Regions from separate parts of the Sus scrofa genome. Here regions 1, 2, 3, 4 and 5 are each linked to region 6. The links are chromatin contacts, called in public Hi-C and HiChIP or PLAC-seq maps. All regions are on one chromosome and are shown on one strand. The core of a region is the stretch at or near the end of the contact, and the rest is flanking DNA. Distances in the headings are between cores, read along the strand shown. Region 1 has its middle 410 kb from the start of CD180. Region 2 has its middle 370 kb from the start of PIK3R1. Region 3 has its middle 350 kb from the start of PIK3R1. Region 4 has its middle 380 kb from the start of CD180. Region 5 has its middle 330 kb from the start of PIK3R1. Region 6 has its middle 33 kb from the start of CD180.

Evidence for each region. Hi-C and Micro-C count contacts between places; a contact is called where the count stands out from the background. HiChIP or PLAC-seq counts read pairs in DNA pulled down with a chosen protein or histone mark.
Region 1: a contact with region 6 is called in an H3K27ac HiChIP or PLAC-seq map of skeletal muscle, with 6 times the contacts expected there. The contact joins two enhancer-like sites. A contact is called at or near these places in 5 of 47 Hi-C or Micro-C datasets (embryonic fibroblasts, heart right ventricle, liver and 2 more) and 2 of 2 datasets of contacts at active chromatin or transcription factors (alveolar macrophages and skeletal muscle).
Region 2: a contact with region 6 is called in a Hi-C map of liver, with 2.1 times the contacts expected there. The contact joins two enhancer-like sites. A contact is called at or near these places in 5 of 47 Hi-C or Micro-C datasets (embryonic fibroblasts, epiblast stem cells, fetal heart ventricle and 2 more) and 2 of 2 datasets of contacts at active chromatin or transcription factors (alveolar macrophages and skeletal muscle).
Region 3: a contact with region 6 is called in an H3K27ac HiChIP or PLAC-seq map of alveolar macrophages. The contact joins two enhancer-like sites. A contact is called at or near these places in 2 of 2 datasets of contacts at active chromatin or transcription factors (alveolar macrophages and skeletal muscle).
Region 4: an H3K27ac HiChIP or PLAC-seq map of alveolar macrophages shows a contact between it and region 6. The contact joins two enhancer-like sites. A contact is called at or near these places in 1 of 47 Hi-C or Micro-C datasets (embryonic fibroblasts) and 1 of 2 datasets of contacts at active chromatin or transcription factors (alveolar macrophages).
Region 5: a contact with region 6 is called in a Hi-C map of liver, with 7 times the contacts expected there. The contact joins two enhancer-like sites. A contact is called at or near these places in 5 of 47 Hi-C or Micro-C datasets (embryonic fibroblasts, liver and skeletal muscle) and 1 of 2 datasets of contacts at active chromatin or transcription factors (alveolar macrophages).

Annotation. Positions count from the first base shown.
Region 1 is chr16:45,999,370-46,003,850 of Sscrofa11.1, reverse strand. No RefSeq gene overlaps it. Among named protein-coding and RNA genes, the nearest start is that of CD180, 410 kb to the right of the region's middle. Within about 2 kb of position 2,615, at least 16 of the 83 cell types and tissues checked have an H3K27ac peak or open chromatin away from gene starts, as enhancers often do. A contact at or near this core is called in alveolar macrophages, skeletal muscle and subcutaneous adipose tissue, where this site is marked.
Region 2 is chr16:46,062,864-46,067,465 of Sscrofa11.1, reverse strand. No RefSeq gene overlaps it. Among named protein-coding and RNA genes, the nearest start is that of PIK3R1, 370 kb to the left of the region's middle. Within about 2 kb of position 2,470, at least 5 of the 83 cell types and tissues checked have an H3K27ac peak or open chromatin away from gene starts, as enhancers often do. A contact at or near this core is called in alveolar macrophages and liver, where this site is marked.
Region 3 is chr16:46,079,676-46,084,156 of Sscrofa11.1, reverse strand. No RefSeq gene overlaps it. Among named protein-coding and RNA genes, the nearest start is that of PIK3R1, 350 kb to the left of the region's middle. Within about 2 kb of position 2,681, at least 3 of the 83 cell types and tissues checked have an H3K27ac peak or open chromatin away from gene starts, as enhancers often do. A contact at or near this core is called in alveolar macrophages, where this site is marked.
Region 4 is chr16:45,963,651-45,967,863 of Sscrofa11.1, reverse strand. No RefSeq gene overlaps it. Among named protein-coding and RNA genes, the nearest start is that of CD180, 380 kb to the right of the region's middle. Within about 2 kb of position 2,728, at least 1 of the 83 cell types and tissues checked has an H3K27ac peak or open chromatin away from gene starts, as enhancers often do. A contact at or near this core is called in alveolar macrophages, where this site is marked.
Region 5 is chr16:46,105,933-46,110,304 of Sscrofa11.1, reverse strand. No RefSeq gene overlaps it. Among named protein-coding and RNA genes, the nearest start is that of PIK3R1, 330 kb to the left of the region's middle. Within about 2 kb of position 2,739, at least 7 of the 83 cell types and tissues checked have an H3K27ac peak or open chromatin away from gene starts, as enhancers often do. A contact at or near this core is called in liver, where this site is marked.
Region 6 is chr16:45,619,098-45,623,706 of Sscrofa11.1, reverse strand. No RefSeq gene overlaps it. Among named protein-coding and RNA genes, the nearest start is that of CD180, 33 kb to the right of the region's middle. Within about 2 kb of position 1,311, at least 38 of the 83 cell types and tissues checked have an H3K27ac peak or open chromatin away from gene starts, as enhancers often do. A contact at or near this core is called in alveolar macrophages, liver, skeletal muscle and 1 more, where this site is marked.

The sequences.
Region 1 (4,481 bases), core at 1,366-3,865, 380 kb before region 6:
GCTGCCCCGAGACACAGGGCAGATATTACTCATCAGGTCTGAGCATCCGCACTGAGCCGGCTCCTCCCACTCCCTCTCAGCAGAGATTCCAGAAACTACCCCCAGTCAACGGGGCTCAGCGTGTACGTCTTCATGGCTCCATGTCCTAAACCCTAAAGAGTTACTCAACGTCCACAGTAAGTTACCTTTTCAGAAACCAAAGGGAACTTGCAACGCCCTGCACTGCTTGCCAATTATTTGCTGAGAAATGCCCTACCATCCTCCTTGAAGACACTTCACCACTGAAAACACTTTGAGAAAACTTCAGGAAGTAATTTCTAGGAAATATTCTTGGCTTATGGAGTTGAGTATATCTCTAATTTTAATTATAATTGATGTATTATAAGAACATGATATTAATTCTTCCTCATGTGAATAAAGCTTGAAAAACAAAAGTGGACCAAGAGCTTGAGAATCTTGCCCTCTGTTAGAAGGGTTTCTGGAAACTTTCCTGACCTGGAACATCTCACTGCAATGAGAACAAGCAGACTGACCTCATTTCAGGACTCACTAGCATACTTCCAGCAAAGGTACACTACTAGATCCTCAGAGAAAAAATGCATTTTTCAAAATATAATAGCTATCAAAGGAATGCTTTCTCTCTTCAAGGATAAATTCTGATTATTTTGCCATGGCTCCCCAGAAACACAACAATCCATCCAATAGATCCTGGTCAAATTACTCCTTTATTACTTATAATAAAAGAGAGTTTCTACATGAGTCGTCTGTAAATAACAAAATTCTGAGACTATGTAAAGGTGAGAAAGACATCTGTCTTTTAGATTTTATTATTACTATTTTGACAGAATGCATTTTTAATTGCCATTTTTCCATTTACATAACAAACAAAGATTCAATGTCAAAAACTATAAAAGAGAGAGAGAGGGAAGAAGGGGAGGAAAGAGAGAAAAAAATGTAAAGAGAAAGTTAAAATTGCCTGTTATCCCACAATCTTTGAAAAATCCCATTAATAGTACTTACATGCAGATATTTTTAATCCAAATTGATAATCAGAACATATAATTCTGTTTTATACCTGCTAAAAAGGCCCATTCTTTTAGCATTTCCCTGCCTGTAAGCATATTTCATCTCTGGGCTCAGATTTTTTGAGGTTGAGAAGCTTCCTTCTCACCTAATTGAATCCTTCAAGCTCTAAAACCATAAAACTGAGACATGGCTTTTAAGACTCAGGTTTGTGTTCTTTGAATTTTCCACTGGAAATAAAGATATATTTTTATTTGGATCGGGACTTGAGAACTTGAATCAGAACCAAGGAAACATCCAGGGTCGTCTGTCTCCAGTTTACTTTTTTAAGCATTGCCATTTGATTCTTTTCTCTCCTCAACCTATCACTCTGTATAAGATGAGCACTGTTTCAGCATTTCTCTGAAGCAGAATGATGCCATTGCCTGGAGCCAAGTGAGAGTGCCCTGATGTTTAAGTCAGTGTTGTTATAACAATGAGCATGCAAGCGGAGGAGAATGATGGAAGAGACTACCCTTTACCATGTCTTCTAGTGTTTTTTAACCTATTGGCCCACCTGCGGGAAGGATGGGACTTGAGGAATTATGTTTGTTTACACTAACAACTGTTCTAACGCTTCAGCAGAGGAACGTTTGGAAAGGTTCTCCTTCCCTTTGGAATGTTGGCCAGTCCTGCATCCTTCCCTCCACATGGTACAAAATGTGAACTGCCCACTAACTAGGCTTTTTAGGATCCCTGTATTTCCAGAGCAGTGGCAATGGTCTTCTGTTCTCCTTGACCAGAAGCCATGTGACCGATATTCAAAGGGAATTTCCTCTTTTAGGAAAACACATCTATCTGTGGGACAGTTAAAGAAGGAGGAGCTGGGTGAGTAAGCTTCCACTGATACAAGTTCCGATGCAGCTAGGATGCATGTCCCACGTGAATGGGCAGGGTTAGTGTTCTCCTCATGCTAAAAACCCAATGACAAAGACAACCAGAGGACAGTTCTGGCAATGTTTCCATGAGAGCATGTGAAGCCCTGTAACACCAGACTGGAGGAAAAGAACTGTCAAACCCTGGAGAAAACCACAGGGATTCCTAAAGCTTTTAGCAGGACCCAAAAAAAATTTTTTAAAGGATTAAATCCACCAACCTGTTAAATGAGCTATTCCTCTTATGGGCTGCAATTCATAATTGTTATCCTATTTCTTGGGAATCAGAAACAGATCCTGGTAGCAACCCAGTTAAAACTGAGGAGAAGTAAAATTAAAATGTTGTATCTGGTTTATCTTTTTTTAAGTGAGCAATGAAACAACTGCAAGGCATATACTGCATACTTCACGTCTTGGATCAACAAGGGAGCCACGCCAAATGTCAGATTAAATATTCCACAGCTGAAGTGTTTGCATAACTTTTTGGTGGCTACCATTTAAAGAAAGAAAAACAGTGATGGGCCTTTAAAAAAATATTCCCTTAACTTGACATGCTCACAGTGTACTGCCAGCAATTGCTCTCGACTTGGAAGGCGAAGCCATGCATATCTTGTCCCTGGAGCGACAGTGCCAGCTGGCAAGCGTGTCCCTGTGTTTCCATTCGCCCCAGGAGTGTGAAGCCCCACTGTGCGCCCTGAAGGCCACAGCTGCACGGCTGTATTGTTTAACCATCACTGCTTTGGCTAAGAAGCAAGTCATTTCAATAAGGAATTTCCTGGTTCCTGAAGTGTCTGTCATGTTTCAACAATGAGTTTGCAATGGCTGCGTGTGTTTTCAGTTTGGGTTGGCTCTGTGGGTCTGCCCAGGAAACTGGAGACAGGTCTTTTATTGAAACTAAATAATAAGTCTGAACAAATCAGCTTTATTGTCGTTGGCTCTGGCATGGTCTGGATTAATTTTAGCTTTATATTTCTAAAGGGTTGCTCAAGAGGTGACACTCTTCCATCTCAGGTTATTCAAGGGAAGAGAAGGAACTAACATATTTTACATGCCTACTCAGTGTCAGGTGCTATTCATGCATGATCTTAGGGACTTTTCCTAACCATCTAAGGAACTAGTTCTTTCTCTATTCATTTTACCAATGAGGAAACAGAGGAACTAAGAGGATCATTCACTTGCCAAAGATCATCCAATTAAAATCATAGGTTCTGAAGTCCAATTGCTGTGTTTCATCCCAGATCTGCCACTTACTTTCTTTGACCTTGGGCAAGTCAATTCACTTCTCTGTTCCAACATTCTTCTTTGGAAAATGAGAATAAGAATGGGGATCTTCCACTGAGGATTAAAGAGAATAATGTGTGTAAAGTGATCTCTACATGAGATGGTCAATACATTCAGCCTATATTACCTTACAGGGTAGAGACTGCAACCCAGTGAGGCTCCTTTCCAAGCTGGTGGTATTGCCACCTTCTCACCAGTCTCAGTCAATGCCACTCTTATGCATGGGGAAGGTTTAAGTTAGCACTGATATTCAGGATTCAAAGCTGAAGATGAATCAACATCCTTGTTTTAAAATTATTTTCTCTATTGAGGCAAATAGGACTTGTAGCTCTGGCTCAGGCTCCTAAAAAAAAAGATCTTTCTGAAAAAGGGATCAGAAAGACAGGAGAAATGATGGGAGGAGCACAGGCTGGAGGGATCTTTTGTCTCATTGTCCAGGTAAGTGGCTTGGATTGAGAACTAAAAACTGAAAAGTTCCCATGTTTCCTCCTGACAGCTGATGTCTAGTCTATTCACTGCATTAAAAAGCAGAGCTAAGCTGGTGATGCTATAGCCCAAATTAATCATCACAGAGCCTTCAGCCTGGTGCTCAAACCCCGCCTGGTTGCTTCCTGTGTGCCAGGCTCTTTGCTGGGCCCTGGAATGTAAAGATGGGTAAGACAAGTCCTACCCATCTTTGCAGAGCCCAGACAAGTGATCAAATGATCCTAAACAACACAGGGACCTTTTTTCCAATGAAGCTGTTTAAATTCTGGATCCTCTGAAATCCATTAGAAAGGAAACTTGTGTAGTGCATTAGCTGTCTCATAACTAGGAATTTTTGAAGCTTTGTGAAGAGGCTTAGGTAACTTTATTTAATAATCCTCAATAATAAAGCAAAATCCACAAATAGGAGGGAGGCCCATACTGCAACCAACTCAGTTAATCACTTGGAAGTTTTTCCAGTCTCGCTAGGATTTCTCGGGCATCAGTTGCCGCAGTAACCACCTCCAGGCACTTGGAATCAAGAGACCCTAATATGAGTTTCAGCCTCGCCACTTACAAGCTGTTTGATTTTAGCTAAAATCATTCAACCTGTCTGAGCTATTATTTTTTATCTGTAAAATGGGGAAGATAAATAATATTCAGGCTATAGGTTTATGATCAAAGAGTAAACAGATTAATGTCTTTGAAAGCCCCTTTTATGAACTAAAGAGTTGTAAATACTTATTCTTGTTACTTCCATTCATACTCTCTCTTCCATTCACTTGGGTATATTGTGCA
Region 2 (4,602 bases), core at 1,221-3,720, 440 kb before region 6:
ACACTTGTCCCTCCATCTGGAACACTTGTCCCACTTATCTTAAAGTTACCTATTCTTCAACACCCAATTTATTTATAATCTGTCATGAGAAATCTTCCCTGAAACCCAAGCTGAGCTGTAGGATTCTTCTCTGAATCCTCATGGCACAGGATGCAAATTTCTAGTTCACTGTTTAACTTGTTATATTGAAATTATTAAAAGTATCTTGTAAGTATTTGTCTCTTCTTCTAGACTTGAACACCCACTAAGGTAGGGACCAAAATGTACCTAGGTCTAAAATCTTTTATTTATAGTCCCACTGCTAATATAAGCTGACTTTTGGTAAATGACTGTTGGAATGACTTGAGCAGGGGGAAGAGTTCAAGTCTAAAGATGCATGGGTTGGAAGATTCTATACCTATAAAGTCAGAACTTGTACTCCTGGTGGTCCTACCATTGACCAAGGGACTGAAATTTCAGGAAAGTAATAACATAGTGGAAGAATGAGAGTGAGAGAAGAAAGTAGCCACAAGCTGTTGACATAAAAAAAAAATTCCTAGAGACTTATATAATCATCAAACACATAGGAAGACCCTTGCTGGTAGCCTGAAATATGGACCATTCTGCTCCTGTCCTCCAGGAAGCAAACCAACCATCTCTGGATCTTTAATTTTACCCCTACGAATTGTTTGATCAGATTTCACCTGTATAAAACAACTGCAGATTCAGGTGGTAGAGTTTTCCAAAGCAGAAACAAATCTGATTATGTTCATGATGAAAACAAGAGCAAGTGTATTTAAAAGCTAGCTCTTGGGAAACCAACACATCAACTCTCAGTACAAAAAAACAGAGCTGAAAGCAATATCCAAATGACTTACCCAATCACTGTTTCAAGGAAGATTTCTGATGACTCTTCCAATTAGCAACCAACACCTAGTAGTGCACTTTGGGATAGCCATCCATTTCCAATCCAGGAAGATCAGTGGGACATAGAAGATTGAGTTGGTACTCTTAAGTTCTGGCTCAACACCAAGGCTTTGCCTAGATGAGTGGCTAATGGAGAGGTTGGCTTCCTTTTATGATCAGTTACATGTACAAAGCAGTGTGTGCTTGAAATATTGAGGGATGGTGACTGACATTTCATCTCCCAATTTATTAAGATACCACTTTAAATGTTGTCTAAGTGACAGAAACTCAAAAAAAAAAATCATCATAATGAAGATCTCCTGTCTAGAGGGCAGTCAGTGGGATGGGAGTTGCCTCTCACAGCCACTTCTCCCATGTTCGCATTTGGCTTTATTACAGTGGCAAACCAGTCACCCTAAGAAGAGCTGATCTTGTGGCTTGAGATTTTCCAAGCCAGATGTGCAGATGAATGTGCAGATTAGCGATGGGAAAGCATATTTGAAAACCTTTCAAGCCCATTTGAACTTGCGTAGGTTTCACATGCACTCTGCAAGCCCGATGCTTATGAAAGCGTCTGTGTTCTTGGACCGTGGTGCCTGGAGGCCAGTGGATGGGCAGGTATTTCCACACCAAGACACTGAGACGACTGTAGCCCTGGAAAATGAGCACCGCAGCCTCTCCCTCCTCTTCCCACACTTCTGGGCAGAGAATTGGCCCCAGGAAAGTAGAGTGTGATCTGGGACAGCAGGAGGAGGTAGGCAGAGGAGCAGTGACAGCAGAAAGAGCAACGAGGTCAACGCTAATAGCAGAGTAGCAGGAGGGAGGTGATGATCTGGGAAGAGAGGCCAGTCTGACAACCCTGCATTATGCTGTCAAAGGCTAAACTGACTGAGTCTTACTCCCTTTTTGTCTGTGGGAAAGGGCGATTATGTCTGAGCCTGGTTTCCCACACCATTCTCTAGTGATCATACCTCTCCAAATGTTAAGCAGATGAGAGATGACATCAGATGCAAGATATGCAGTTGAGCCCAGAAGGAAGGGGCACAGTAAAGGTAAAATGATGTGTTGTCCGTGCACTACTACATATATTTAGAAATAGAACTTTCTTTAAACCATGCCATGCATATGAAAGGTTCCCTCCAGTTTTCTTGTGTTATCAGAGAGTTGCTCTTGTATGTGACAGTCCAAGGGTGAAGAGCAAAAGTGCACACTTGTGCACCAAGTGCTTACTGCATGAAGGGACAAGCTGTTGGTCTGTCCTGGCCAGCTACTAACTAAAATGGATTTTTCTCAAGAAATGAATACCTTGTATAGAACACAATGTAACTGCCTCTGAACCCCAAATTGGCTGGTGCTGTCAAGTTCTCCCAAGGAAAATGTCAACTGCCAAATTCTCTTCTGCCCAAACACAGATACTTGGTCAAGGCAGGTGGCTATGAACAATGAGAAGGACACCAGGGCTCCATTTCCTTGCTAGCTTCTAACACTTGCAGAATGAGTCAGTGGGTACCCTGTGACTGTCCTCGTTCACTGTTCCTCTCTGAGACGGCTCTGGTGATAAGGTCAATGCAACCACTTTGACTTCATCTCCTTCAGTTCCCTGTTTTTCTCACCCACTCTAGCTCCCCTGGACCTGATGTTCTTTCCTCAACCCTGGCCTTTGCAACTGTATTTCCCATTTCAGGGTTCCCATCCTGAAGCATTAACGCCCTTAGATTCAGTTTTTGCCTGAATGTCACAACTTCAGAAAGTCTTTCCCAGACCAGCTCATCAACTTCCTCCTCCAATCCACTCCCGCCCATCCCTACACATTCTGTTCCCCTACTACATCTAATTTCTATGCAGGCACTTTTAACTACCTTAAAATTATGTAAATCTTTAGTCATTTTGATGTCGTTGCTACATCTGCAACAAAGGTATAGGATCTATAGAGGCATTGGATTTTTCTTTCCTCTTTACTGATTTCTAGTGCCCACCGTGGCAGGGTGGGCAGTAAATATTGGTTGACTGAATGAGTGAATGATATGGGGAAAATATAGTTAACTGGCTTGTTCTCCACCACTCCATTAGGCAGAGGGGGAGATGTGACTCAAACCAGGTCTTCAGATTTCAAATTCCATGCTATTTCCTGTACACAAGGTTGCCTCTATTGCAAAACTCACATTTGGTTTCAATGTTTATTCTAGGGGAAAATAAACTAATCTAGACAGGAATCCTAAGGCCACTGTCACCACTCTCATGATTTGGAAATGCTCTGATGATTTATTATCAGACATTTTATTTTCAAACCCCCTAAAGCTGAAAGCAGCACTTTCCTTAAAAGAGTACAAAGCTAGATACCCAAAACAGTATTTTCTGGAAGGGTGGGAGCTACGAAACCTCATAAACTTGGGATGTTTTCAATTAGCTCCTACTAATGAGTGATATAAAAGGACTCCCAGAGGGCAGATAGGTCATCATCTTGATATCAAGAGAAGAGATTATAGTCTTGATTATAGTATACTGCTCAAATGGCCACCTTATGTATCGATAACAGGAACTTTCCTGAGTCCCCAGTCCTCTAACAGAAAAATCTATCCCTTTGAGATCCGTGGCACTTGCTTTGTACCACTTGTGCATATTCCCCATCACAAGATCCACATATATAAAAGACTACACATAACCTAAAAACCTTATTATGTGCTTATTAAATACATATTAAGCATTCATATTATTAACCAAGTAGTTTTCAAATATAGAAGTGATATATGCTCATCACATAAAATTTATTGTTGCTGAGTTTGTTGTGTTGTGTGCATATATATACATACACCCATTAATGTTTTATAATGTGTGTGTATAATATTCCTAATTAATAGAAATGATACAGAAATCTATCAAAGACTACTTATATACACTGAAGAATATGTATATATATGCAAATTTTTGTGCTTCCTTCATCTCTAGACTGCAAGTTCCTTGCAAATAGAAACCCTATTTCTTTTGTAATGCCTTGGTCCTGATCAAGTGCCTTTTATATTCTGAGAAAATGAATTCAGGTTCACTTTTTACATGGAGGCCATAGGCTAGCACCATGTTAGACATTGTGTCCCATACTCATTCCAACAGGCAGTTGGAAAATAATTACTCCTGAAAGGTAATTTAAAAATTTTTCTCCTTTATATTTTTTGTATACTACTGATGAGATGGGGTTGAGTATAAGGGAAATGTTACAGTACAGCTTTTGTCTCATACACACAAAAACAGTAGATTCTAAAAATTAAGAATTGGGTCTCAATATCTTAAGAAACATGTCTTCATCCTCAGTACATGATAGAATCCTTGTTATCAGGAAGAGTTAAAAAGAAATAAAGAGATAAATCAGTTAACTGTGGTCAGATATTACTCATTGCAATAGACGGATAATAAACAAAAGTTGGAATTCTCAAGTTGATTTGTTTAATATGAGAGGATTAAACTCATTCTCTGGCTATAGAGTAAAGGTGAAGAAGAAATTATACAATTGTCCAATGGATTTGATCAATGTAGACTGTGAACAGGGATTAATCAGTGCAAAGAATGCTTTTCAACAGCAGTGATTTTTAAATTATGTAGAAAATTACTTCAACTCTCTAAAAACTTATTCTGATTACAAATAATCTTATTTCTATTTTTCAGTTCATCATTCTGCAAAATATTTATATTCTTTAAACCCTGCTAAATATGTTTTATATTTAA
Region 3 (4,481 bases), core at 1,432-3,931, 460 kb before region 6:
GTCTTTTAAAACTTAGTAGAGAAAGCTCCATTTTGGTTTTGCTCATCATTTTTGGAAGAGAGGGAAGCTGAATTTTTCCGTCAACACCTCACACTGCTTTCCTCTCCGGCCTGGGTGGTGACCACGCGGCTGTCAGCCCTCTTCACACCACTCAGCTGTGGTCAGGCTTGGCCCATGGTGCTGAATTTGGTGTGGCCCTTTCAACAGACTCATTTACTGGCAGATATCCTGCCACCACAGGGAGAATTTTTTGACCAGGTTGTGGCAATTTGCAATAAAAGGATAAACATACGTGGAACTCTCTGTACTTTTTCATTATGGAAATAGTCAATATTTTGTACTTAAATGATACATTGTACTCTTCTCTGAATTGCTCTGCGGGAAGCACTTCAAAATGTGTTATCTAGGTCCCAAAATAGACAGACTGTAATGGCTTCAGATTCACTTTGAAGCTAAAAGGAGATATTGTAGAGCCTTGACCAGCATCATAAGTGGAGTGGTACATTCCTCCATCCTCATATATTAATGATAATAGAACCTAGAATATCTACTCTAAAGAATTCTGAGAGTAAACCTTCTGTCTTCTTTCTTTATTTTTTTTAATGGATGTACCCAAAACATATGGAGGTTCCCAGGCTGAGGGCCGAATCCAAGCTGTAACTACAACCTGTGCTGTAGCTCCAGCAATGAAGAATCCTTTAATCCACTGCACCAGGCCAGGAATCAAACCTTTACCTCTGCAGTGACCCAAGATGCTGTAGTTGGATTCTTAACCTACTGCACCACATCAAGAACTCCAACCTTCTCCTATCTTAATAGAAGGTTTTCACAAACATCCTATGTGGATGTCCATCCTATGCAGATGTCTAATGTAGTCAGAAAAGAGTTGAGTAATAAAGACGACGCTCAGATTAGGGTTGAAATATGCATAGGCCAGATGTAGAACCAACAGTCAGAAAAATTCTTTGGGACAAAAACCAAAGCTGGGACTAAGCAAGAAAATGGGTTGAAGTTAGAGAAACTGTGTGTTTCAAGAGAGAACTAACCAAGGGCCAGATCCTTAGGATTGACTGACTCTTTTACTCATTGATTCTTTCGCTAACCCATTCAGCACCACCAAAACCATGTAAGTGTGGTGAGAAAAATGCATTTGAGCTTTGTCTTCATGTTGGTCTCATAGGACATGGAGAAGAAGCCGTACACAACTACACCATACAGCACAATGTGAAGAAGTATAAGCTGTTACAGGAACTTTATCTTAGTTATGGAAATGCCCTAGATTCTCCTAGACCTTCAGGAACCCATTCTGTTTGCAGTTCACTTCTACCATATCAGTGTCAGTGGGATACAAGGCACATGGAACAGAAATTTCCAGATACCTGGCATATGATAAAGTGTTCTCTAAACTAGAACACTCAATACAATCAAATCTTCCCACGGTGATTTAGAAAGCCAAGTCTTGGAGCCTATTATTGCTCAATATATTTGCTACCTGTTTCTCAATAGGACTTAGTGATTCAATGAAAAGAAAAGTGACATTCTTTGGTTTAAATTTTCCAGGAAAATTTAGAGTTTAATGTTTCCCTCATTCTTCTTATTTATGCTCAGCCAGCTAATCCATCAACAGGTCTTAAGGATTCTCCCTATGAAGCATATCCTAGATCCCCAATGCTCTGCACCTATCCTGCAACTACTCTTCCCTATGATGCCATCATTTTGTACTGGATTACTGTAGCAGCTTCGTAACTGATCTACCTGCTTTCAGTACTACCACACCCTCCCCTCTGCCAGTGCGCTACAAAGTGAGCTTTTGAAAACATAAATCATACCACATCAGCCCCTGTTTCTATGTTACAAATAGCTTCTCATCTAATTAAAACATCCTTCCTGGGCCAGGCAAAGCCCAGTGTGACCTAGTCCCAGCCTGCCTCCCCAATACAGAAGCTTCTCCCTTACCACACTGTCATCCTGTTTCTCCAATATACACATTACCACCTTAGAGCTTTTCTGTTAACTGGTGTCTCTTCTCTTATTTCTCAAATGGATTGCTCTTGCCACTTGGGTCTCAGCTTAGGTGACACCTCTGCATAGAGATTTACCTGACTCCCCAATCCCAAATATTCACCCAGCCATTGTCCCAAGGCCACCTTCTACTTTTCTGCATAGCCCTTAGCACCATCTGCTATCTGTCTTACTCATTTTTTTCCACCTCACAGGTCTGTAAGTTCCATGAGAACAGACACCTTGTTCTATCTTAATCGTGGGTGCCTCCCTAATACTTTGCATGTGACTGGCATTCAAATGCCATTTGCTGAATGACTAAATGTCTTCCTCCTTTTCTATTTGCTAAGGGTGTTGAGTCAGTTTCTTTCAGTTGCAAGGAACATGGTTGTTTAAGTTACTTTCCTTATTGAGAGCATTAGGGGAGAACAGGACACAGCTTTAAGAGCTGTCTAGCCAGGCCACAGGAACTGAAGAGTAATTCAGATGTCACATCCCCAGGAACTTTATAACCTGGACTATCCCTTAGCAGAAGGCATCTTTTGCTCTCTCTTTTAGTGCTGGGAGGCTTACCATCCACTTTGTTTTGAGAGATCCTGCCACTCCTGATGACTCCCTTCCTAAGTAAGGCCCTGATTTAGGACACTGCTGTTGGTGGAGGTGCTGATTCAGAAGGCTTCACGGGCCACTGGCTCACTCCACCCAGGCTTGAGGTTGGTGCTCATCTTCCATAAAAATGGCTGAGGCAGGATGACAGGGGTTGTGTGGGGAAGGGCTCCCCCTATGATCCTCACTCTCCCCAAAGAGGGTTGTGGGCAATACAGCCATTCTGAATCGTCTCAAAAGGAGAAAATATTTTTGTCAAGTAACTCTTGTACTACTGGAAATTCTAAAATATGTAAACATAAAACTGGATGTGGCCAGGGATTAGCTAAACACAAAACTATGGGGCAAATATATTCTGAAGGTTAATCCTGAGTAGGATTAATTTATGATAATTTCCCAAAAAATGTACAATCAAGATATGTATGTTTGGCTAATATTTTATTTTTTTAAATAAGCTGTTTGTAAAAATGCTTAACTATCAATTATAAAATGCCCACCTGCAAAAAAAATGGTTGGCTACATATCTGAAAAAAATGGATATAGAATCGCTGGTAGATTTAAGCAACATTGCTTAATGTGAAGTGTTTTCAGTTTAGGAGAATAGTGCATTTGTTTTTAAATAAAAATTGTATTTCAAGATAACCACAATAGAAGGCAGTTTGGCTCAGCATTTCTCAATAAATTTGCATTGTGAGCAAAATTGTATCTACAAAGAAATTCATTGCACAATGGTTTGTAGTAGCAAAAGTCTAAAAATACCCTAAATTCCTATAAATAAGTGACAGGTTAAGAAAATTATAGTACCTCCATAAAACACAATATGCCCTGCATCTATTGAAAAGAATGTCAATCTATATATGTTGATATTTAAAACAAATTTCAAAATATATTAAGTGGAAAAGCAAGAACAGAAATACAGATACCATTATTATGTGTGTGTGTGGGCGGGAAAGATGGCCTCCAAAGCAAGGACTAGCTGTCTGGGATGGGAACAGAACTACTTTTTAATTTATAAGCTTTTCTAATGTATGATTTTTTTAAACCCCATTCATGAATTGCTTAAAAAAACAGGACCTTATTTACCTATTAATCAAAACACACAGTACTAGTTTTCCATTGACTTTAGAAGAAATCGAGAAGAAATCTGAATATTCAGTACCTCTTTTTAAATTTTTTTATTACTCAGTGAATTTATTACATTTATAGTTGTACAATGATCAGTAGCTCTTATATCAAAAATCAAGTCTGTCAGTACCTAGAGAATTTATTCAGTCTTTGCCATTTTCCCTACTTTGTTTATATAATTTGTAACAGACAGAGCTTAGAAATAGAAAATCCATAACTACAATATAAGGATTAAAAGCATTTGCAATGTAAGAAAGTACTTAGTACCAAAGTATTTCCCTGGGGAAGAACCAGTTAGACATGAACTCTCATTATGTCACTGAGCTCTCCCAGGCATTCAGTATGACACACAAATTATATAATTCCATAATTAATATAAAGAATGCTATGCAGTTCATGTCTACTTCAGCTATTCCTAGAGTAGAGACAGAATAAAAGTACCTAAGATATTGGGCTTTACGTTGCTTACATGACCTTCATCTTTTCTCTCTGCTTTGATTTTTACTTGTTTCATCTGTGGTGTTATTTAATGAAGACAGAAAATAATGATAAATTCACATTTCTAGTTAGGATAATACTGTAAATTCACAATTTTAGAGGCTCGAAATATTCTAAATATACATCCTCTGTTATAGATTTTAAAAAGAGAAAAAAAATTAAAGTAGATATCATTTAAAAATTGGAAATTTTCATGGACCAGAAGAGGAATATAAATTATAGAGTGGAAGGGGAGACTGAAGTTAAGAGAC
Region 4 (4,213 bases), core at 1,479-3,978, 340 kb before region 6:
ACCAATAAGACTGGCATCCTTAGAAGAAAAAAGAGACAGCTACAGAAAGAAGACCTCATACAGACACAGGGAGAAGAGGGCCATCTGCAAGACAAAAAGAGAGGCCTTAGCAGGAGCCACTCCTGCCTGTGCCTTCATCTCGGATTTCCCGCCTCTAGAACTATGGGAAAATCAAATTCTATAGTCTAAGCCACCCCAACTATGGTATTTTCTTATGGCAGCCCTAGCAAACTAATAAAATCTATATTAAGACTCACTCAGAAACACTTATTTAAAGATCGACAGGCCTGGTTCTAACCTACCAGTGAGAATGCCAGTATTAATTAGAGCCCTGCTACATAAAACATTTGAAAGAGATACATCTGACGTCACAAAACTGGAGATCCACTGCTCTATAGAATTGAGTGAAGCACCCATCCATCCACTCACCTGCTCACCCCAGTGATGTCCTTACATCTTTTCAGATGTGTTATTTACTTTCATGGACACTTTTACTGAACCTTCATCTCCTCTCAGATGCTGTGTGTGAAACACAGAAACAGAGCAGCCGGCTCTCTGGAGGCACATCCACCATCCTGCACTCCTTGCTTCCTAGGCATGTTCTGAAATCTAATTACCAAATACTTGTTAAAGCTCTCCGTGTAGCCGTTTGATGCAACAAACTTTTTAACTACAAAGCGTTGTTTAATATGGAGGTCCAGCCTGGAGGCTCTGCAGGCTCCAACAAAGCCTAACTCCTTCTTTATGCAAATTAAGCACCATCTGAATCCACCTGGCTAAGGACTGAGCCAGCAGCAAGCTTAGGTCAGGGCTCTGCGGGTGTCCCTGCTACTTCCTCCCACTTCCTCTCTCCTCTTCCACCTCAGTCCTTTCAGTGTGTTCCTGTCAGAAAACCCCACCAGTATAATTTCACATGAATGACCTTCTTGCCACCGGTGTGGTTATCTAACTGGCTTTATGGCAGCTGTACTCACTGTCCAGGGGGAATGACTGTGCAGAGAGGGTTGGCTGTGTTGAGTGGAAAGGAGATAGAAAAAGCTCTCTAGAAGCCACAACTATCTAGAGGCCATAGGAGAGAAGCAGACGCAGAGAGATGGGCAGTAGGATGCTAAAAGAGGGAGGTTCTGGTAGTTTAGCTAAAGGCCTTCCTTATCACCCAGCTCATCTGCATGTCACATTGATGTTCTTACAAGAGAGGATGTAGGCACTAGAGATAGGACTAAATCAGAGATTTGCAGCAGATGTGCAGAAAAGGGCTTACAGATATGCCAAAATGTCTACAGTCTTGATTCTCTTTAGCCCTTGGAGCCGTCTACTAGCTTGGGGGAACGAGTCCCCAGGCCTGTCCCCTCCAACAGCTGGAAACCTAATCAGGGGATTTGAATTCCCTTTGGTTTAACCAAGATGTAGAAAAATATCAACTTTTTTTTTCATGTGATCCGTGATGGGAGAAAAATCAGGAACAACAGGATTAATGACATTCCACGACTTCCTCTACTTTCACTACTTCCTCTCTCACACTTCAAGTTTAAGCTCCATACAACATCCAGGTGGTGTGGCTCCTGCTAAAATGCTCTTCCATGGTTCTAATCCATCCAGAAATGCCCACTATTCTTAGGATAAATCTCTTAATATGACCAACAAAACCTTTTACATCTGTCTCTACATAGACTTTAGGCACATATCTCACCATTTCCCATCACATTCTCTGCTCTGGCCAAGCAAGAACAGTTCCTCCAAGTCATGTGGACTGTCAAATCCAGGTTTTTACACATGACATTCCGTCTGGAACACCACTGTCTACTCTCAACCCCCACCCCTCACATACATACTCTGGGCATCTCCTACTTGTTCATGTGGAAAGGAACCCTACCTACTTTACTCGCCACTAGGTACCCATTGCCTAGGACACCATTTCATTACTTATCAGATAGATAGATGAATGAATGTGTTTCTTTCATACTGGAGAATCAATAGTTATCTTGTTTTTAACCTCTTTTTTTTAAATTCTTTATCAGTATTGGAAATAAAAATAACTCACTGCTCCGAAAGGGTCCCACAATCTCTGAACACATTATAGACATAAACTTTCACAAAATCAGGGCTCTGTTAGCAAAGTAGGGTGGGAAATAAATACTGGGTAAGAAATTACTCATGTTTTCTGCAGTGCTCAGGAGAGGGAACGAAGAAGAGGGAGGAAGTAGTGAAGGAAGGACTACAGCTCAACAGGATTGAGTTCTGCTTATGCCCTGGGCACAGTACTACAAATGAGAGATAGGATAGTGTACAAGACATATGCTTTCTCTTGAGAGAGCTTGGCCTCTGGTTGGGAATCCACACACTTAAACAACCCCACTCTGAAGGAGGTATTAAAAAGAGAAGCATACTTGCCAAGGGCAAGAAGAGCGAGCCCATATAATCTCATCTAGGGGGAAACTCAACACTTCCTTGAGGAAGGGACACCTACACTGAAATCTGAAAGATGACTAGGGGTTGTACAAGCCAAGTGTGAAGAAAAAGAATGTTCTAGGCTATATACCGAAGGCCTGGCTGCCAGAGAAATGATGGGCTCAAAAAACTGACAGGGTATCAGTGTGATGGGAGCATAGACAGTGAGGGGTGTGGTCTGAAGAATCAAACCATTCGTGCCATCTAGGAACATGTTACACACTTGAAGCTTTACCCAAGGGCAAGTGAAAACAAGTACTTTAAGCTGAGGAATGACACAATCAGATACGTTTCATAAGATCACTTTGCACACAGTGTGGAGAGTGTTGGAGAAGGACAAGTAGGGATGTAGGACTCCACACAGAAGGTACTTATGAAACACCAGAGGAGGGTGCCTGAACCACAGTGGCAGCAGTGGGATAAAGGATGGCAGATAGACTGAAGACAGACTTAGAAAACAGAAGCAAGAGGGCTTGATGTTTTAACTAGCAAGAGAAGTGGAAGAGAAGGGAAGAGAAAGACTGGGAAACTTTATACTATTAAAACAATAACTAAGGGAAATGTGCAGTCAGTTCCTACAGTGAGGAAATACAGGGGAATGTGGCAGGTATGGGGGTGAATAATGAGTTCAGTACCCACCACTTAGGTTTGAGGTGACTGAGAAATATCTATATTGAAAAAAGTCACAGCATTTGCCAGGACAGTGGTTCTCAAACTGTGGCTGCAAGGCCAGCAGTCTCAGAATCACCTGGGAACTTGTTAGTAATGTACATTTTCAGGCCTCTCCCCAGATCCGCTAAAGCAGAACTTATGGGGCCCCTGCTCTAGAGGCCATTGTTCTTCTACCCACAATTCACTATTTATCACGTGCTGCTTTTTATGAATATTAGGATGCAATGAGATGTCATGGAAATAATGACACTTGTAATTCAGAAGATGTAGGTTCAAGTCACAAGGCCCACCTTTAAAAGACTTCCAGATGATTATGATGCACTCCCCATTTGAAATCCCCCAGACTTCAGCTAATCTATGATGGACAGAAATAAAAAAGGGGTTGGAGGAAAGGAAAGAAAGTAGGACAAAGAATGTACAAGATCTGCACTACATTCAGAAATTATTCTATTTCCTCTTACTTTGCTGACCAAACTGGATTGATATATCACCTCTAATTGGCTTCGTTTGTATCTCAACCATGGCTCTTTCAATAGGTCTCCATTCTTTCAATTTCTCTTGAGCCAATTTCAGATTAAGACATCTGAAATACATTTTCTAGAGACATCTTAAAACATAGCCTCTTAACTGTCCTCGGGTTAAAAAACTTCAGAAGCCTCAGGGGCCTCCTAAACAAACCCCAAGATCCTTGGCTGTCCACACTTTATACCTGGTGTGACAGCTCACCCACCTACCTTTATCCCCCCTCACACCCCGTGCTCAACCCCCACTGAGTTGGCCATTATTCCCAGAACATGGTTTGGCACTTGCCCACTTTTAGGATGTGCCTGTTACTCTTTCTCCTCCATCCGCATTCTCTCTTCAACTATTGATATTCCACCCAGAGTCCACAAGTCTTCAATGATACTCTCAAGAAGGGACGTGCTAGGGCTGGCCTCTGCACACCTCTTCCTAACTCCTCATTCAGTGACTTCATGTGGGTAGCTTGAAATCAGCCATGGGGTTAGTATTTACATCAAAGAAATGGGCCACCACTACAAATCAGGCTTCCTCCCTCCCATTACAAAGTTCTGGTTGTTAAATATTTACCACT
Region 5 (4,372 bases), core at 1,490-3,989, 490 kb before region 6:
CTAAAAGGGCCCATTTCAGATACTTGTAAACAGCTAGTATTTATGGAGTTCAACTCCATGCCAATTGCTTTATATACATGATTTTCAATCCTAAAACATCCCATTTTATAGGAGAAGTGATCTCTTTAAGAACATTAAATCCTGTAGCCCATAGGCAAAGACATGATTCCAAGACTTGAAACCAGTCTGACAACTGAGTTTTGAACCATGCGCGCTGTTCCTAAGGAAAAAAGTGCTCCAAACAAATGCCGCTTGGAGGAATGACTCTCCAAGTGTGGGCACTGATCAGCAGCATCAACATCACCTGGAATCCATTAGAAATGCAAATTCTCAATTATCAAACTTATCCCAGAACTACTGATTCAGAAACTCTGAGGATGGAGCCCCACAATCTGTGTTTTAACAAGCCGTCCAGGTGATTCTGAACCTAGGCAACTAGGAAGGCAGGATGCTGTCATGAAAATGGCATGGACTTTGGAGTCAGGTAAACCAGGGTTCCAGTCCCAGTCCTGCCATTTTCAAGTATGTGATCTGCATATCACTTAAAATGCCCTGAGTCTCTTACTTGTAAATTAGAGTACCTACATTTAGGTTTCCATGAGGATTAAAGAAAGTCATGTAAATATTAATGTCAGTGTCTGATATAAAGAGACTACTCAGTGAACATGCTCAATAAATGATTGCTATTATCCCTCTCTTCCATGCCAGGAGACTGTCTTCCCTGAATCTTTCACAGACACTGCACATCCTCACTGTTCCCTGGAGAAGAGGAGTTAGAAGGATAGAAATGTCTGGAGCCCAGAGAAGCAGCTGAGGTTAAGTCCAGGTGAAATATAATAGGGAGCTAGAGTAGAGTGGTGGCTGTGGCCAAGGGGAGAAGAGGAGAGTCCCAGAACTGCTTTTCTGAAAGTGTGGTTAGACCTTGGTGCCTGGTCAGATGTGAGGCGGAGCAAAGCAAAGGGTCAAAGATGAGTCTATGCCTTTAATTTGGCTGCAGGGTCAAGAGTGGTTCCAGTGGGAAAATGGATTCAAGAGCAAGAACAGGTTTGGGGTTATGGTACTGTGTTCATATTTAGGTAAGTGGCTAGAAGTACCTGAAGTAATGCAGAAGTGCTATTCCAGAAAAAAAGTGTGTGTGTGAGAGAGAGACACACAGACTGGAACTCTAATGTCAATGTGACAACCCTATGCTCTTAGTCCTTTGTTATTGAAGTTGCTGTTTCCTGTGGGTATCGATGTGACAGAGAAGGGTGCTACATGCAGCAGGCAGGCCCTTCTGGTAATGCCACGTTCCGCTGATGCCCACAATCACGGTCAGTGCTAATGACACAAAGACACATCATTCTGGAGAGAGAATGTGTGGGAAGGGAATGAAGCTGTCACTAATGAACAGGCTAATGGAACTTGATGAGCAGTGAAAATCAATGAGGCAAAACTGCCTGCCTCAAAAAATAAATGAGGTAGGGATGACGAGTGCCAAACCACAGCTTATCTCAAGGCTGTGCTCCAGACTTTTTCACCCAGTGGGACAAAATTCACACCAATCACATATCATCTCTGGCATGGTCATGAGTTACGGCCATCAGTGCATTCAATTCTATAATATTAATAACAGCACTTCCATGCAGGGCCAGGTACAGAGCAAGACACTAAGCATGAAGTAAGGAAAAAGGTAGACCTTGTCCTGCCCTTCTGGGGTCAACCATTCCTATGCCAAAAATACATGTTAGCTTCTTTACCCATAGACACTGCATGTTTCCTCTTCATCTCATCAGAACTGCCACTCTCATAATCCTCCTTATCACATCATCATCACTATTAATATTATTTTATTACTCAATATGACCCCCAAATTATCTCTATACCTCTTCAGCTGCTTATAACTGCCTATATCTTGAAAGCTTATAATCGCAGTACCCACTTATGAAACTTTATCTGTTATTCAATCTGTTGTCCAGATAGCACAGACTGTGTCTGAGACACTTTCTACCATTTTCTGTAACACTGGAGTGCCCAAGACATCTGGAGCTCAAGCTGTCTTGAGCACAACTCTCAGACTCTCTATGGCCAGACTCCTGTAGGCTTTGAGTACCCCAAAGGGTGCTTGGATCGATAGGAATGAAAGTGTTAACAATCCAGATTTTCCATTCTGGTTTCCACCAAATGAAAAAGAAACATTTCATAGATAACCTGAAAACCTTCTGACCAGAGGTGGATCCTTTAGACATAGACCCTAAAGGATAATCAGTTAATGGAATCAACCTAGCTGACTCAAGTCTTAAATGGTGCCAGACAATGGAGTGTTCTGTATATTCCAAGCCATATATTCTGTTCCTGACTCTGCTTCCTTGGGAGTCAGTGCATTTATCTGGGTCTCTGCTTTCTCACTTGAAAAAATAGTCATATTCAGAGCAAATCATAATATTTCAGTGTTTGGACTTCTCCATAATTTACTCTCTAAGTTCTTTAAATAAAGAGGGCATGAATGAATGCCTAACATTTTCAGGAAGGCATTTCTCCATGCAAAGCTATATCCCACATCAGTGCTCTCATTAGCTTATTTGCATCTGAAGGCTGTAGGCAAGCCGCACAAGGCTACTGCTTCTTGTTCAACAGAAGCAGCCTATGAAAGTCTACCTCCTTCTCATGTTGCATTTGTTGTCCACTATCTATTGATTACTGTCCGCCTCCAGATTCAGGATCATTTACTAGGTAGTTAGCAATCTTATCTATTGACATTTGTGCCCCTGGTTTCAAGGCCACCACTTCTCTTGGCAACCGGCATTGGCACATGCCCAGACCTCTGGGTCCTGCCTGGATTTCTGACTCCATGTTTTGATTAAGCCATTGACTTAACGGTCCCTGGCTCCTGGTGACTTCTCATGCCTGTCCCAGATCTGGGAGACTGCCTCCATTCTCAGACACTTGGTTATCGCAGGTCCCATACCCTAACCTACCTTGACTTGTGTCTATGACTCATGAGTGCCTGCTGTGTAGATAGCATCACGCAGATACAATTATGTGAAATGGTGCTTGACTGGCTTGAAAGAGGTTGTTTACTCAGTTGGACACTGAAAAAGACTTCAATGATAATTACTAAAGCTGTATTCATTCTCGCTATTCTCTGCGTTCTCAAAATCCTGCCAGGAAAAAGGAAAGGAAAGGCAACTTGCTCTGCCTTTCTGTTTAAGGACTCACTCAAAGGAACTCGCTCTGGTTTAGACCTCTGCACAAAGTCTAGCAGCTGCTGCCTTTATCATATGAGGCAACTTGAGCTAAACAAAATGAATTGGAACTAAACATTGTAAGCAAGGGATATTATTTCTGTCATTTTTGGCTGCCACAAAATGTCGAGAAAATTACGAAGTAATAGCTACCACTGTGAAAGAGAATAAGAAATAAAATAAACTTTTTATGCCTCAGGAAAAGCTTTCCATTCCTTCTACTTTTATAGGCCAGCACAAGAGCTTTCTGTGGGTCTTGGCACCCGGCATCCCATAAACAATCATTTGCACACACTAGGAATCCAAATGTGTGCTGTTCCTGGGGTCTGTATCCTTCACCTTGACAGAAACAGAGAAGGAGTTTTAATAAGATTTATTTTATACACAGAAATTGCCTCTTTTGTCAGCAAGAAAGAAATCTAGTTAAATGGATAGTCTTATAAAAAGCAGCGTAAGCATTTTTAAAATTAAATCACACCTTATGAGACTCAACGTTTCTTCTTCTCCCACCTATCCCCAAATTCACCACACAAACTTGGTAGTGAACTTCCTTCTAGTTGCTCAAAGTACTGGCAGGAGCCCATAGAAAGGGAAAAGTTACCATCTAATAAAGCTCTTAAATGTACATTCAAATGCTGTAGAAAACTAAAAAAAAAAAAAAAAAAAAAAAAAAAAAAAAGAAAGAAAAGGCTTCAGGTGGTAGTGCCACATTTAACTTATCTTAAGGTTTTCTTACTTTGCTTCAGGATAGGGTCTGGACAGGGCATTGCTGGGGGTTGAGGGAAATAGGGGACAGGATCCTAGAGGTGACTGGAGCCAGGAAGTGACTACAGACTGGGAAAGAGACCAAAGAAGGGGCAAAAGGGAAGCAGTAATGTAAGAATGATTGTAAATTCATTGATTCAATTCACTTTAGGACCTGATGAGTTCAAAGATGAGAAACATACTCTGAGAATGGTGTGGTTTGCCCAGACTGCTGTTTACCCCCACAGAGCCCATCAGTGACCTGCACTGCAGACAACAGCAGAGGGGGTTTGCTTCATTAGACCCTCAAACAATGAGAAGATTAGACTGTAAGTTCCTCTAGGAGAAACAACACTTCCTGTACTTTATTTTTGGCATGTGAAGGCCTTGTAGAAAAGCCTGAA
Region 6 (4,609 bases), core at 62-2,561:
TTTCTCCACAGCCCCTCCAGCTCTTGTTATTTGTGGATTTATTAATGATGGCCATTCTGACTGGTGTGAGATGGTATCTTGGACTTGGAGAAGAGACTTGTGGCTGCCTGATGGGAGGGGGAGGGAGTGGGAGGGATCGGGAGCTTGGGCTTATCAGACATAACTTAGAATAGATTTACAAGGAGATCCTGCTGAATAGCATTGAGAACTTTGTCTAGATACTCATGTTGCAACAGAACAAAGGGTAGGGGAAAAAATGTAATTGTAATGTATACATGTAAGGATAACCAGACCCCCTTGCTGTACAGTGGGAAAATTAAAAAAATTAAAAAAAAAAAAGAGAGAGACAAAAGAAAAAAACAAACAGGTAATTCATATACTCTTTTGAGGATTACATCATTAAATCCATTGGAAACATCATTCAGCCTTTAAAAGTCTTTAATTCTTTCAATTATGAAAAAGACTATTTTGTGGATTCACATGGTGAAAAATGAGAGGGAAGGAGTAAAAACATGAGAATGTTGGCCAGAGAATATCCACTTGTGAGTCTAACTTAGAGTACTGAGGCGGTAAAGGACCTTCCCTGGGCAGAGAGGTCCAAAGGGAAGGTGACCTCCTGATTTAAAGGTCATCAGATACACACACATACATACACACAGGCACACACATTAATACACATGTACTGGAACGAACATCCACTTCATAGGCATAAACATAGGGTTTAAGCCAAGCTTCTTCTATGGAAAGACATTTGTCTTACAGGGCTTCAGAACTGGGACTCAAAAGTTAAGGTGTCAAGTGGAAGACGAAACCGAGAAAAGACAATCTTTGCCTATTGGAGATTGTGATTAACAGCAGAAAAAAGGCTTAGCACTGGCAGATGATAAATGGGAGGGGAGTAAAACAGTGGAGAGAATTAGATACCTGGCTGTGAGAGGGAAGCGGCAACTTGGAGCAACCAAAGGAAGCTCTGAGTGGGCCACAGAAATCATCAAAGCCCAATGTATTATCCTCTGAGTGAGGAGTCCTGGAGGCCTGCCAAATTCAGACATGCAACTCTGCTGGCCTTTCCAGGTCTGAGCGACTCCTAACCAGACTAAGGACTATGACCGAGGAGTGAATTCCTTTTCCTTCCTGGTGACCCTGTATTACTTTCCAGTAAGTTCTCCTCTGGTACAATTGTTCCTTTATCTGCACAGGAAGGGAATTTGTGATTCCTTCTGGAAACAGGAGTGCTATGGATGCCGGGCTCACTCTCTTGGCTGCTGGCTCAGAGTCTGATCATACACAGACCTGGAAGGAAGCCCAATCATGTGTGGACTGTGATGCAACAGCCTGGCTCGCCACCAAGCTGGGTGGCGGCTTTAACTCTCTAGGACCCAGTAGCATTTTGGTGACCTTTAAGCAAAAATCACCATGACTCCAATAGTATAAAACAGAGGACAAATCAAGCCTAGTGCTGGTGTTTCTACATAAAGCTTTATTGGAACACAGCCATGCTCATTTATGTAAGTTCCCCTATTGCTGCTTTCACATAAAAAAAAGTCAGAGTCGAGTAGCTGGGACAGTAACCACTGGCCTGCAAAGCCTAAATTATTTATCATCTGGCCCTTTATGGAAAAAGTTGGCCAACCACTGGTTTAAATGAAGGATCATCAAACAAAGGCAGTGTGGTCTATCAGAAGGACCATGAGAAGGGGACTCCCAAGGTCTGGGTTCTAGCCCTGGTTCTGTTAGAAAACATTTGGCTCTCCAGCTCTGAGTGATCTTAAATGTCTCTTCTAGCTGCAAAAGATACAAAAACTCTGTGATTTAAGCATTTGGCAAAGTACAGGGTTTCAGATGCCAATTTTACTGCCCAATGTTTTCCATTTTCCAAAAAAATGTCATTTTTTTCTGTTTGTAATCCAAGGATTGTGATATTTAAAATCGTTAGATTGGAATCGATACCTTGTGCTTAAAAAAGAAACAAACACACATGCACACACCCACACACCCACACTCACACACATCAGAGCAAACCATCCAGCCCAATAGTATAAGCATAGTGTTTCACATCCAGGCTCCCTGCACTAACCTTCCATGGGAAAGACATACATCTTCTAGGGCCTCATCACTTGCTCAGTGAAAGCTGCTGTGTCTAGGGCCTCACCATCTGTAAAACTATGATCAAAACATCACTATTCGGTTACTACCTAAGACACAGCTGTAGAATTATGGAGAAGAGTTTTTACAAAACTGAGCAATTGTCTGAGTATGTCTCCTGACTGAGGAGTAAAAATGCCTGGTTCACAAAACATTTCACACTTTATAGCACATTTATATGGTGGATGCTATCCTATGCCCTTGTATCCTATACTATCTTTACTTAGTGGTTACTTTATGAGACTTGCAACCATTTTCCAAACATCTCTTGGTCTGAGAAGAACATAACTTAGAGAAGCTGGTTGTAAATGAAGGTTTCCGTCTTTGTCTAGGTTCTTCCCAAAAGTAGAGCCTGAGACAAGATCAATAATTTTGGGAAGTGATTCCAAGGAACAGAAGTAGAGGACTAGGAAGATTTAAACAGAGAAAGAGGGCAAGCCAATCCAAGGCCCCTTCATTGAACTAGTCACTGGGATGGGCAACTGCAGCTCCTTCCCCCCTGATGCTCTGAATTGCCTTGTAGAATGAGGCCCCAACATCTTTCTGAATAATATGGGGTGGAGGAGTACTTATCCCCCAACTCCCATTATTGCCCCAGTGTATGCATGGAGCAAGGTGGTTAACCTGGTCACTGCAAGCAGCAGCCTGGGTGTCAGAAAGCAAGAGGTATGCGGTGCAGTTAAGGCAAAGACCTGATGGGTCACAACTGCACAAAGCTGTCACAGCAATGGCTGGAGTCAAAAGGCGAAGAAGATATAAGGAAGGGAGCAGGAAGTGACCCATACAGCGTGTAATGCTTAAATTTTACTAGCCCATTCTCCAAATACACCATCAATTAGGTTAGCCTGATGACAGTGCTCCGTCACCCAACATCAGATGAGCCCCTGTCTCATGCTAGGACCCTGGAAGAAGGAGATGAAGACACTGCCCCTGTGTTCAAGGAGAATCCCATTTAATAGAAGGATACTATTCTGTAAATAAACCGTGTTAGTGAATTCAGATCAACACTACCAGTTAATATGTGAACCCAGATTCTCCCTACTCTGTTGGATGGGAAGCAAGGAATGGAGGTCAACATAAAGGAAGGCTTTAGAAAGAGGGTGACACCTGAGAGGTTTCAAAGGACCAATAGGAGTTTTCCAGGAAGTAAAGCAGGATGGAATAATAAATCACCTATGCAGAGTCATGGAAGTTGGAGAAGTCAGGATGTGTGCAGGAAAATACAAGGGCTTTAGGAAGTTTAAAACAGAGACAATGTGTGGGGAAATAGCCACCCATGAAGAGGGAGCTGAGCCCAGACCATGATACCCTGGATCCCATCCTAAGTACCTTGAACTCCTTCCTATTAACAAAAAAAGAACATGGAAAGATTGTTTAAAAAAAAAAAAAAGGGGAGTTATTCAATTTGCTTTTAAAAAAGATAACTCCAGTAACTTCTTGGAAGGGAGTTTATATCATCTCAAAAGAATTTCGGGGTAAATTAAAGTTTGTATATCTTGATGATCCCAAGATTAAAATAATTCAGCTCCGTAAAACATTTCAATTCAAAGAATATACAATAACATATTTTTCTGTAAATGTAAAGAACATTATAACTAAATTTAACACAGGACTAAATGAAAACCTTTGCAAAGTTTCATCAAAGCAGAGACTTTTGTGAGACTGTATGTCTGTTATTCATTATTTTATGTTCACAGCACTTTGCAATGCAGGCCTAGAAATAATTTAAACCACTGGTCATTTCCCTAGCCCTTTACCTCTGTGAAGCAATGTGGTAATTCAGGAAGACTGCTGCCAGGACTCAATCCAAAAGTATAGGTTTTTCCCACATTGTTGAAAATAAAATCAGTCATTTAGGTTTTTGTTGAGATCACAAACAACAGGCATCTAATAAATGAAACTGCATTTCTAAACTTAAATTTGGCAAAATAGCAATTCTAAGGTTCCCTAAATGAATCTGTGTGCCAAATACAAGAGGCAGGGTCATATCAATGGAGGAAGAAGAAGGCAAAAATGTGAAACTAAACATGAAGGGACAGACACAGAGACAAACGAAAGATTTAAAGGATCAACAAACATGCGAAGCTCAGAATGAGGAAGCACTTCATTTCTCCCTTGCCAGACCATTCAAAATAGCTGATATTGATGTTGGGTGGCCAGATCTATGACCCATTTCTTTTTTTTTTTTTTTTTTTTGTCTTTCTGCTTTTTCTTTGGGCCGCTCCCGCGGCATATGGAGGTTCCCAGGCTAGGGGTCTAATCGGAGCTGTAGCCCCCGGCCTATGCCAGAGCCACAGCAACGCGGGATCCCAGCCATGTGTGCAACCTACACCACAGCTCACGGCAACGCCAGATCGTTAACCCACTGAGCAAGGGCAGGGACTGAACCCGCAACCTCATGGTTCTTAGTCGGATTCGTTAACCACTGCGCCACGACGGGAACTCCCTATGACCCATTTCTAGA